Linked DNA regions of Rattus norvegicus: region 1 is linked to region 2. Evidence: chromatin contacts called from public Hi-C data. All regions are on one chromosome and are shown on one strand. Each heading gives the region's core, a stretch centred on a gene start, on an enhancer-like site or on the middle of the called end of the contact. The rest is flanking DNA. Distances are from core to core; before and after follow the strand shown.

What was found. A called contact is a pair of places that touch in the nucleus more often than the background predicts.
Region 1: a contact with region 2 is called in a Hi-C map of Schwann cells, with 2.7 times the contacts expected there. The contact joins two enhancer-like sites. A contact is called at or near these places in 3 of 12 Hi-C or Micro-C datasets (Schwann cells, hepatocytes and psoas muscle).

The regions. Positions count from the first base shown.
Region 1 is chr7:110,828,688-110,834,509 of GRCr8, forward strand. The region is part of intron 2 of Rbfox2 (RNA binding fox-1 homolog 2); the gene reads right to left. Among named protein-coding and RNA genes, the nearest start is that of Rbfox2, 100 kb to the right of the region's middle. Within about 2 kb of position 4,169, at least 33 of the 93 cell types and tissues checked have an H3K27ac peak or open chromatin away from gene starts, as enhancers often do.
Region 2 is chr7:110,688,719-110,695,048 of GRCr8, forward strand. Rbfox2 (RNA binding fox-1 homolog 2) reads right to left here. Exons shown (of 14, transcript NM_001414967.1): 14 at 2,512-6,330. Among named protein-coding and RNA genes, the nearest start is that of Mb, 44 kb to the left of the region's middle. Within about 2 kb of position 3,668, at least 17 of the 93 cell types and tissues checked have an H3K27ac peak or open chromatin away from gene starts, as enhancers often do.

The DNA.
Region 1 (5,822 bases), core at 2,919-5,418, 140 kb after region 2:
TTTTGTTTGTTTGTTTGTTTGGTTATTCACAGTAACCTTTACCCCAAATGATTTATTTCATGCTAACTCATTTCATAGCACAGAAATTCCTATACATAACAAAAGTGCACAAATTTAATGAATGACTAACCAACTGTCTGTCCTAGAATCATGAAATGTCTACATAGGAAATCCTGGCCAAGAAGTGACCCACCCAGTCAATCCCCTAACTTCCTCCCCCTGAGCACTCTCACTGAAGAGCTGAGACTGGAGTTCACACAGCGTTACTGAGTACCGGAAAGAGGACACCGTCAAATACGGGCCAGGGAGTCAGTGTGGCAGGTAGAGGCCAATCCAAAGAACCCACAGAGTGGGAGGAGAGAACTGATTCCCAGAAGGTCCTCTGACTTCCACATGCACAGCCACACCCACACATAATTTCAACATCTCCATCTCTCTCTCTCTCTCTCTCTCTCTCTCTCTCTCTCTCTCTCTCCCTCTCTCTCACACACACACACACACACACACCTTTATAAATTAAAATATTTATACTCATTTTCTTTATCTGAAAATAAAAACACTACCCCCAGGATGAGTTGAATGCTGAAAGATCCTAGCTGTGCTAAAAACTCTGTAAAGACAGCAGTGTGCGCACATATATTTAAATGTTCACACGTTCACCCTCACCACTGTAACAGATCATGGGTAAATGTCAGAAAACAAAAACAAACAAAGAAAAATTGCATGAAAACAGTTAAGTAGGCAGAAACTTGGGGCCAAATACATCAGTGACTTTGTCCAGCCTCCTTTATCAGCTTTCCCATTTCTGCATCTTTCCCAACTATTCTACTTCAGTTCTCTTCTGCAAAGCACCAAGGAGCTGAGCCGCTGGGAAGGAAAGGGAAATGAGCATAAAATGAAACAACAGTTAATGGCCTAAAATGCCCTGCGAATGCATTCCATTGACTTGTATAAGCTGCTCGAACATCTTGCAAGGTATCCATTGTGTCTGTGTATGTTCGCATGCATGTATGAAGTAAACATATCACACACACACACACACACACACACACACACACACACACACACACACACACACACACACCCCACTTGTAAGCCTAGGGTCCAAAGAAGTAAAAAGAGAGCATTAGATCCCCCTGGAACCGAAGTTACAGGAAGTTGTTTGCTGCCATGTGTGGGCTGAGAACCAAGCCCATGTCCTCTGGAAGGGCATCAAGAGCTCTTAGCTGCTGAGCCATCTCTTCGGCCCCCTAAGAATTTTTCGATTGATGATCATAGCATTTTTCTTTAGAAAATATTCTTTCAAATCAAAAAGGCCATGTACATGTACAGCTATACTCTGTATGTGAGAGCCAAACCACCTAAGAAGAGGGACATGGGCTCCTTCAACTTGGATCACAATGCAGTTTACTTTGATGATAAACAAATCTTAAATATTTCATTTCAACATTTCGGAATTTTATTCTCAAAACTGGCCTAGTTTCTTTAAAATTTTTATACTCCTTTGAATTATTTAACATTCAAAATATACTTTACAGTTTGAAAGGGTAAATGAAATCACCTTTTTCTGGGGCACTTGTGGTAACTCCTAATCCATATGCACTACACAACTGCTGTCATGTTCAATCTAGTACAGTGTAAAAATATTCTAGAGTCAAATAGCGGAGAATTATACTTTAAGCAATTTTACTATTTTCCCAATTTAATAACTAATAGGAGTTTTTAACAAAGTTTACAAATACTGGTAGACAGAAGACAAACTACTCAGGGGTATCAGAGAGGAGCTGTCAGTGAGGCAGATGCCAGGACTCTGTCACAATGCAAAGAGCTACAATCAGGATAAGAGGGTTGTGAGAAACGGGCTCCTGACAGCCGGTTTTGCTTCTCCAATGGAAGGGCTGGTTTGTGGAGCTTCTGCTCTGAACTGCCACGTGCATCCAGCTTTACAGGGCCAGCCCTACCTCCCCAGATAAACACTTACAGCACCAACTCCTGGGTCTGAATGCAGAGGAAGGAGTGGGCGTCTTTTGAGCTAGCAAGAACTGACTGGAGTTTCTAAGAAAATAGCCTATCTCCACACTGGATAGGCTACACTCTTCTATCCCAGATCTAACCAATGGTTTCAACAACAAAGAGTTCCTAAAATTTAGTACAGACCACTAGTTTCAGGCCGTGACAATACTTTTAACAACACAAATTAATCTATTGTGATTTGTTTTAATTATTTCTGGAAAAGTTTATTTTTAGTAAATACTATATCCCCCACATGGGAAGCTACAAACCATGCCAGAAATGTTCCTGGAGGAGATAAACCCTAATAATAGACCCATCGGCTGCTCCTCACTTAGGTTGTAACATAGTTTCCACTTCAGCCGATATGACCTCCCCTGACTCCTCTGGGTCATCTCAAGTCTCCACATTTATCTTTATCTTGAGGTACTTAAGTGAAGCCAGCAAGGATGAGAGGAGGGAGAAAGAAGCTCCTTCCCCTAAGCCTTCTCCCACAGCAAAGTTTACAGTAAATTCTCTGAGAGCTTGAAAGGACTCCTTCCTCTGGAATGCTTTGTGGCTGGGAACTCCATGGATGTACAACGGCCATCCACAGCAATGCTACATATACAGCGAGCCACTCACAGGGCAACGAAGCTACAGGACCTGTGGTGCCTTCATGTCAGCCTGATCTCATTCTAATTATCCTTAACCTAAGCTACATTGTGAAGCTGTCTCAAAACATCCCAAGAGAATAAATGTCACAGTATCTAAGTGGAAAGCATAATATATTGTCTAACTTTTTAAAAAGCTAAGCAAGGAAACCAAAGACTAAATGTAAGAGACTAATGTTTTGCTAAAAGCCGTGATCTCAAGGGTTAGAGCTGCTGGCACCTTTACATTCTCACTTTAAAGGTTAAGCGGGGTGGGGTAGTCAGTTGTAGTGACCCATGGCATTAGCACCAGCACTGGAGGAGAGGCAGGCAGAGTTTGAGGTTAACCTGGTCTACACAGAAAGTTCAGGCCAGCCAGGTCTATATAGTAAGACCATAAAAAAGTGTGGCTGGAGATGGCTGCTCTTCCAGAGAACCCAGGCTCAATTCCCAGCATCTACACAGCAGCTCACAAAAGTCTAATTCCAGTTTCAAGGGATCTAACACATCCCCCTCTTCTGGCTTCCACAGGCGCCAGGGATGCAAGTGGTAGACATACATGCAGACAAAGCACATAAAAATAAGTTAAAAAAATTAAAACATACATATTAAAAAAAATAAGCAGGGTTGGGAAAAATGTCTCAGCTGAGTTCAATCTCTGTCCCACAGTAGAAGGAAAAAAACCAACTCCCTCAAATTGTCTTCTGGCCTCCAGATATGCACTATGGTGTGTGTACGTGTCTGCCCCTCCCCTAATAGACATGAAATATAACTCTCCCAGCCTCTGTGCCAGCTTCTGCTGCTGCTTAGCTCATGAAGAATGTCTAGAGGATATTAGCCAGCAGCAAGCAGTAACAGCTCTTCAGGACAGGGCTAAAAGCTAGGAGTTGAAGCGTTCAGCGTTCAGTGTACCAGAATGAAATGGTTAGTGAGACATCCAGGGCTTTTCCTGCCATCCATGGAATCTAGTCTGGGCAATTAGAGCCAGATGGGCCTTCCTAGTGAAGTGATCTTGGGGAGTCGGACAGCCTCACAAGCCTTCAATTTTCTCATCTATAAAACTGAGTGAGCAGTATTTGCCCTGCTGAGTTGTGAGAATTTAACAAAAAGTAAGCTATTTAGAATAGCCACCTACTGTAGAACAATGGTTTCCCCACCACACCTCAGACCCTAGGGATATATATATAAATGAATGAATATGAAATCCTGGTGGTTTGTATGAGACTATGTCATAATCCTCCTCCTGTCTCTTTTCTTCCCCCTCTTATTTTGTAGAATAAGGCATCAAACCCAGAAAGACAAACTAGCCTTCCAAAGGTTCTATTACTAGTTAGCAACAGAACATGAGCTAACGCAGCTCCTCCTTGCTCAGTGAATCCTCGGTGAATCAACACCTCTTAGTGTGGCTCGGAGTCAATACTGTTGTCTCTTTTGTGATTCAGACACCCAAGAGTTAACACTCAGCCCTACCAGGACTGGAGATGCCAGGGAGGGCCTTATGGGATGAAGCTAGGAACACTGAAATCCATTCCTCTGTGATTGGTTGATTCCCAAAGGGGTGGGAAGAAGAAGAGAGAAGACTGTCATCTGATCTCCACAGTAAACAACAGCAGGAGCATCTATCTGCTCAGATTTTGCAGTAAATCTGTGCCATATTTCTGAATATTTGTGACCACCAAGCTCTGGAAATGGTAACTTCCGACCTTCACCAAAAAGTAAAGTTTCTGCTGTTCAAGGAAGATTCCGAAGAGTAAGTCGGGATGACTGCAGGCGTTTAGGACAGTCTCACGCTTCCACAGTGGCCACAATCAGCTCTGGAGCTGAAATCTGACACCTACATCCCCCCCCCTTACGGAGTGGACTCAGCCTGTTTAACTTGGCCGTCCCCACCCCCCACCCCCCCACCCCCCGCTCTGTCATCTTGGAAACATGACTTGGCTACTCAGTCCCATTCCCTCTTCTGGTTTGTCTCTACTCCTTAAGAAAGATCCTATCAAGAAAGCCAGGGAAAAAGTAAGGAAAGAAACGACAAAAAGAAAGGAAAGGAAAAATAGTAGATAGATTGATTGACTGACTTTGGAAGAACTCTATCTCATTGCGAGTTATAACTCTGTAACGGTATAGCACACACACGCTGAAGAAAGAGAACCTAACAGCATGCCAAATCCTTTGGGGAGGTCTGCCCAAGTCAGTGAGCCAGGCTGGGGCCACTTAACTGACTTAGGTGAGGTGATGCCCTTCAGCCCTAGCTCCACTCTCTCCCCAGGAGTTTCTCTGTCCCATTTCACAATGTTACAGGGAGTACACCCGTTCTATGGAGAGAACTGGAGCAGCATTTGTTCTGCCTTGCAGCTGACGAGGACTCCACATGCTATGTATGCACTGAGGAGCCACAGAAAACAGCTGTGTCCTTTGTACCTACACAGCACCACACGTTCTAAACTAGGAAAGGGGGGGGGGTGTTCTGCTCGGTGGCAAAGCTTGGGAACCTAAAGCAAGTCAGTGCAGGAATGAACTTTAACCACCTTTGGGTGGCCTCAGACAGGGCTAGGCACATCCTCCCCTGTCCAACCAAATAAACCAGAAATGGAGCAGCCCTATCTCTCCAGAAACGGAGATTGTGGAAGACCTGCAATCGTTCTGACCTCAAGGACAGAAAGGCCCTTCAACATAGCTGAGGAACTGAGTAGCAGTCTTTCTACAGCTCCTCCCTGTGCTGGCTCTGTGGCCCAAGCCAAGTTAGCTTACACTGTGTTGTTGACGCCCTTTGCTAACACAGGTGCTTGCTGTATACATCTTAGAAGCACTGGTGACCAGGCAGTTTTTTCTCAGGAATGTTCAGCAAATTAACTACTCAAGGGAGACAGGAACGTAGCTGTTAGAAGCATGGGCTGGCTGTCAGGCAGGTCTAAGGTTAAATACCTGTTCCACCATTTTCAGCCTCTAAGACTCAACCTCACTAAAGTTCAGTCTATGTATGTATCTGCAAAACACAGCTTCTACCAGTTGCCTTGGAAAGAGAATGATCGTTAGGATAATGAGGTGTTGAAGGGATGTGTACATAGGTGTATGTACTTACTGTGTATCTGATGCATAGTAAGCATTCAATAAATAGTAGCTGTTGCTATAAATTATAATGGGGGACTGTAAACCAACTCTGTGAAGGAGTAGCCCTGACAG
Region 2 (6,330 bases), core at 2,418-4,917:
TGGATATTTTATATATTTACATTTCAAACGTTATCCCCTTCCTCCTGCTTCTATGAGGATGTTCCCACTCCCACCCACCCACTTCCACCTCAACGCCCGAGCATTCCCTACACTGGGGAAATGAGCCTTCACAGGACCAAGAGCTTTTCCTCCTATTGATGCTGGACAATGCTATCCTCTGCTACATATGTGTCTGAAGGCATGGGTCCCCCCCAACCCCCGCCCTGTGTACTCTTTGGTTGGTGGTTTAGTCCCTGGGAGCTCTGGTGGGGTCTGGTTGGTGGACATTATTGTTCTTCCTATGGTGTGGCCAACTCTGCGGCTGGGGATCTGCCCACTTGCCTTTTGACCTCTGTACTGAAGAACACAGCTCACTGCTGTCATATCCGTGTGAGTCGTTTGCACACCTGAGTGCTGACGCTGAGGTAAGCTCAGTGGAAGTGCAGGGGAAGGGGGCAGGAGAGTTGCACTAGTTTAGATAGTAGACTGGAAAATGGATCTCCAAGGAGCCGGATATGTGGTTGTGCTTTTAGAAGAATCCAGGGGAGATCCTGGAAGACTGGCTGAGGAAGTCAGCATAAGCCCATGGGTGCCCTTTTCTCATGACTGAGACGGACAGATATCATGTACCTTCAGAGGGGTACGTGAAAGTGAACCGGGTAGGGTCAGAGGGCAGTGCTGGGAAGAGACCGTGTAGATGGATGGTTAGGTCTTCCTGGAAGGATGTTTAGATCATGCCCAGGGGGTAGAGCTGGAGAAGAGCAGGGCAGAGCCAGGTAGACAACAGCAACTCAGAGCTCAGAACTGCCCAGGGATGCTGTCCCCATGGGAGATGCAGGGGAGAGGTGAGGATGAAGGGTTTATAGGCGGTGCTGTTAGAATGGGCTTAGTGAAACTGATCAGAAGAGAACGGTATGGGTGGACTGAGCAAAATGTGTTCCTTCTGTGACAGTCTCGCTCTGTAGAACAGGCTGGCCTTGAACTCGAGGTCCACCTGCTTCTGCCTCCTGACAGCTGTGGTCAGTTTGTTCACCATCCCACCTGGCCAGGACACAGGTTTATGCCACTTCCTAGTGAAGCCCTTGCTTTGGTCAGTAGTCCCTTTTGGTCTCCATCTTTCCGTTAGCCTTCTTTCCCCAAAGGCTTCAGTCGCCACGGTCACCACTCAGTGCTCAGTTCACAGCCCCAGGGGACTGCTGTGGCAGGAATGGCCCCCCTTTTTGATGTTGAAATCCTCATGTCCAGGATCAAGCCCCAGAGAGCCACCTCTCACCCTTTTACTACACAGACTGCCTGGCAACTTGATGTTCCCCTAATGGTGAGAAACAAGCTTCTCCACGGTTAGTTCATGGGTAGAGGACACTATTGGACTTAGTGACATTTTGAGGCACATGTAAGGCCAGAAGCTCCTGCCCTGCCCCTTCCCATGTGGCTTTGGACACGATCCTTAGTTTCAGTGTTTAGTGAGGAGACATGGTCAGGCTCAGTTTCTGTTCCTTTGAAGTGAACGCACTATCCTGTCACAAACACAGCCTGGTCAGAGTCAAAGGCCTTTAGTGGCAGTGGCAGTGTGGGTGGTAAGAGCATCAGCACAAGGGACAGCCCAGAGAGCCCCAAGCTCTCCAGGCATGTGTTGCTGCTGTGTGTTTGGGGAATCTGCCAGTTCCAGGGCCCTCGGAGGCAGCTGAGAAGCCAGAGGTCACCGTGCAGGCACACCACCAGGGACTGGGCCTGCTGTCCTCTCCTCAGGGGGCTGCTTCCTCATTTGGAAGGCCAGGTGGCAGGGAGAAGGGCAAGCAGAGGTGGTGGGTGGCAGCTTATTCATGGAGAAGAGACCTTGGGATTCTAGTGGGGGAAAATTTAGAAACTATTTAAGATTGAAGACCCTAGTCGGGAAAAGGCCAAGAGAGGAGACAGGGCCCATAGCCGATAAAGTAGGAAGGTTAGGTGCAGAGCATCGGGGTGGGGTAAGGATTAGCCCGAGAGCTGAAGACTGTTAGGGCAGGTAAGGAGAAGGAAGAAGCCCGGGTTTACACGTTTGAGAGCAGAAATCCACTCAGAGTCTATGAGAGGATCTCCATGCTCTCGACGACTCAGGAAGGCAGTGACTGGGGAAACTAGGTATCTGGGATATTGGCATGGAAAGCACTAGTGAAGGGTGGTTGAAGGCCAGTCTAACAGCAGAGGCATTCCACACAGTGACAGTGAAGATGGGGACAGGAGCAGGAGCCGGGAAGCAGGCACTTACCTGGGGGGAGGGGGAGTTCAGGTCAGTGGAGCTCGTGTAGTGCCTGAGGCCTTGCAAGTGGGCAGGGGGAGGCTGAAGGGAAGCAGCAGTGCACTTCACTTCAGTTGGAAGTCTGCTGCCAGCTAGAGAACAGCTGCAGGGGTCCCTCCCTCCTAGCTTCTGGTCACTTAGAAGCCCCCCAGGAAGCAGTGGTGTGGTTTCTCTTCCTCTTTCCAGGTCAGAGCCTGGAGTTCAGGCAGAAAGGAGCCAAAACCAGCCAGAGGTGGTGTTTCTCTCTTTTATTTAAAAACAGTGCTTCGTTACCATTTGCAAAGGCTGAGGCAGGGCCCCTCCTTTGCTAAGAGTTTATAAAAGCCAGCAACATGATCAATAATTTATACACATGGAGAGTAATACAAAAAATAATGAATAAAAGCTAAAGATCTAACTACTCCAACCTTCACAATTCCAGCTACTTGATAATAATAGGAGTAACCCAATGAATACTGTATGGTCTGAAAGCTACTATACAATATGATTCTTGAGGAGGAGGGAGAGAGGGAGAGAGGGAGTTAGAGACTGTCACAAAGCCCTGGGTGCTTCTCTGGAGTTAGCAGGGAAACAGGACCCTGGGCAAGCAGCTCGGGTGCCCTAGGAGGTGACTCTGGGAGAGGATGGGAAGGAAGGAGACACAGCTGGGTGGTCAATTGGACAAGCATCCGAGTATGCCCCCATGTCCCAGTGGTACCTGTCCTGCCACAGGGAAACCACACGTGCTAGGCAGGCCACTCCCTGCCACAGAGGTGTGGAGGAGAGCGAGGTTCTGTGGTACTTTGAGCCTTGAGAAGATGGAGACTCAAAAACTGAGAGAGCGCCTCAGTTCGCTCTGCAGCTCTAACTTACACGTGTCAGCCCCAGGGTGTCTCTAGCTATTCACAAGCTGAATGCTGACACAGGGAAAGTCATGTCTCTTAGGGAAAGAAAAGGATCAGTTCATCACTCCATATATAATGCAGCCAAAATGAGCTGCCCAACAAGCAGGCACACAAAAATACTGTGAACAGAAAATACGAGAAAAGAGCTAAGCTAGGCGTCCTGATGGGGACAGACAGCGATTAAAGCACATCAGTCCCCGGAAAAACCAAACCAAAAGCATTTTTTGAAAAACTCAAAAACTTGCGTGCCCCTGGGAATCTGGCATTGGTAACCGGAAGAGGGAGGGAAGGAAAGAGCATCGCTGTTCCCTTTTTGCCTGCCAGGGTGAATGCAGCCCTCCCCACCCCCCAGCGCTGGCATGTACAGAGGGCTGCCCCCTGGGTGGGAGGTCTTGGCTGATGGGCAGTCCTCAGTTCCCATCCCTGCCAGCCAGCACCGCCATGGCTGAGCTCATCCACCGTTTTTCCTGAGTACACTGTAACTGGCTACAGTTTTGGTAACTTGCATAAGAACATGGCTTCCACAGCCAACCACAAGACTTCAGGGACCCGTGCCCCCTGGCTCATTTCTAGTGCCTTGCTGAAGAGTTTGGCAACCTGTGGTAGTTGGTGAGCCTTTCAAAAGGAAAGCTGCCAAGGGACTGTCCTGCACTCAGTAACCTAGAGGGCACATGCTGGCTTAGGACACCCAGAGCCCGCTTGGGGTGGGGCCCTGTTTCCCGCTCTAGCCCAGGGATGGCAACTGCCTGGCTGATGAGGAAGCAAGGGTAAAGGAGGTACACAGGAGAGGGAAGGGTGGGACAGCAACATTTCCAAAAATATAGTGTTTTATGCAACAGAGAATCAAGTGTTACTGGTGTATACTACAAATGATCAGACATTCTCAAGAGCATGACAAAATAAAACACACGTTTACATTAGATGTTCACCGTGCCCACTATTGTTTCCTATCTGAAAACAGTGCAAACAGGTAACTTATGCTTTAAAACACCACAACCCCGTCCCCACCCCCCAAAGTCCCTTTGCTCCTAACAGCCGGGGGAAAGCCTGCGATTTTGCAGACACTGCCATGCTAGATTTTGAGTAGTGGAGAACTGGCTGGCCAAAGGGGAAGGATCGCCAGGCAGCTTCCCGCCTTCCGACACCCGAGGTCCAGACTGCCCCTGGCTGGCCTCATTTACCTGGCACAGGGAGGGAGGGGCACATCATGCTCTTCTTGCATAGCCTCGTGCCCTTCTCATTTTACAGCCCTCGTGTCTGGAAGCTACATGACTAGGTGCAGGATGCAGGTGGCCACTCCTGCTGGCTGCATCTCTAAGAAAGCACAGCCTAAACTAAACAGTTCAGCCCCTGAGGAGTCCATGTTTGAGGAACAGCCACAAGCTCTCCTTAAACTATGAGCTGAGCTCCAGGCGGTTTCCAAGGGAAGGAAGAACGCAGGCTCAGTTCAGACATCGGCTGCTGCAGGGTGACGGTGACAGAGGTTCCTGGAAACCTGAGAGCCCTAAAATGACAAGTAGTAGCAAGGTGCTTCTGGGCTGAGGTTGAACTAAGTAACACAGAAATTCTAGTAAAGACCTAAGGCAGCTCTCCGGGCTGAAAGGGGAACAGCCAGACAAACGTTTTCACTACAAGTCTCCTTAAAGGAGCCCAGCTTCTAGTAAGATTTGCAGCATAGAAAAGTCCAGGCTGCAGAAGCCTTTGAAACTGAAAACACCCTTCTCACTGCGATTCAGCGTCAGCCATCTTTTTGAAATCATCAGCCAGAATCCTCTAACAGAGTCACAAAATGCCTTTCTCCTCTAGCCTGCTGCTTCCTAAATCAGTCCAACACACCAACACAGTGGCCTTGAGGACCAACCATGAGGCCAATACAGTGAAACCCAGACACTTGGGGGAGCCAAACTCTCAGTGCTCACCCTGAAATCCAAAGACCCTTGCATAAAAAGCCAACTCCATCTAGTGTTCCTTGGAAGGAGCTTGAGGAAGTGGCACCCACCGGAGAGTGTCCCTGTACATGCAGCAGAGACGTGCTGGCAAACAGACTGGCCTTGGAGGCCTCAGCCAGAACCAGCTGAACTGAAGTGCACGAAGGCCCCTCTGGCCCCTCCGGCATGGGCCATGGGGACTGTCCTTTTCACCCTGCTATGACCACCCTTACTCCTGTCCAGGAAGAAAGATGCCTTCTTCAATTCTTCCTCCCTTTCTGCCCTTTGTGGATACAATTGTCGAGGGACTGGCCTAGTCTCCACCAGGTGAAGGGGCTTGCCTTTTTGTGAGAATGGCCCTTATTAAACAAAGACCCAAAATGTCTGTTCCTTTAGCCAGTAAATTTTCTCAAAAAGAAACAAAATAAAGGAAAATCCCTCTGCCCCCATTCTCTAGAACTCCAAGAGGCCCCAGCCTATCCCTTCCCCTAACTAAAATATTTATGCACATACAATGAAGACTGTCATAACAGCAACAACAAACCAAACTTTGGCTTCGGGGAAGGGACTCCATAAGTGGCCAGTGGCAGGCAGTCTGTCTCGTTTCCTATTTCACACGTTGTCCCAGAATCAATGACTACACTGAGCTCTCCAGCTTCCACGTTGTCTCTTCAGATATAATGGGAGATAGGATCTGAGAGCAAGACGGTACGTGTCAGCCGTAGGCCAAGGCCTCCCTGCTTACAAAAGGATGCTTGATGCAGTCAAACGTCAGCCACTTTAATTCAGGGACATGAATCATTTATCACTCAAAAATGTGTAGAGGCAGAGGCAACGACGACGACAACAACAACAACAACAACAACAACAACAACAACAACAGAACCAAACCCCAATAAAATAACCCTAAAACAGACCCTAACAAAACCCAAGCTCATGTCTCTGAACTACTCCCCTTAGCAGCGATCCCTCAGGTGAACTGACCAGGGAGCCCGTTGACACTCCGGTTTCCTAATGCCTTCATTTTGGAGCCTCTGTGGGACCCTTGCCTTTCGAATACATCTCAGATCTGGGGGAGAAAGAAGTCCTTTGGAAACAAAACTGAAGCCAGGTTTCACTGCCATGGCCCGTGCAGGAGGACCCTTGAAATTTTACATCCTCCTTCAAAGGTAGGCTTAAAGTCCACGGCCCGTCTTCTTAGTGTTCCCCAAGGGGTCCAGGTGCTTGGCTGTGACTCTGG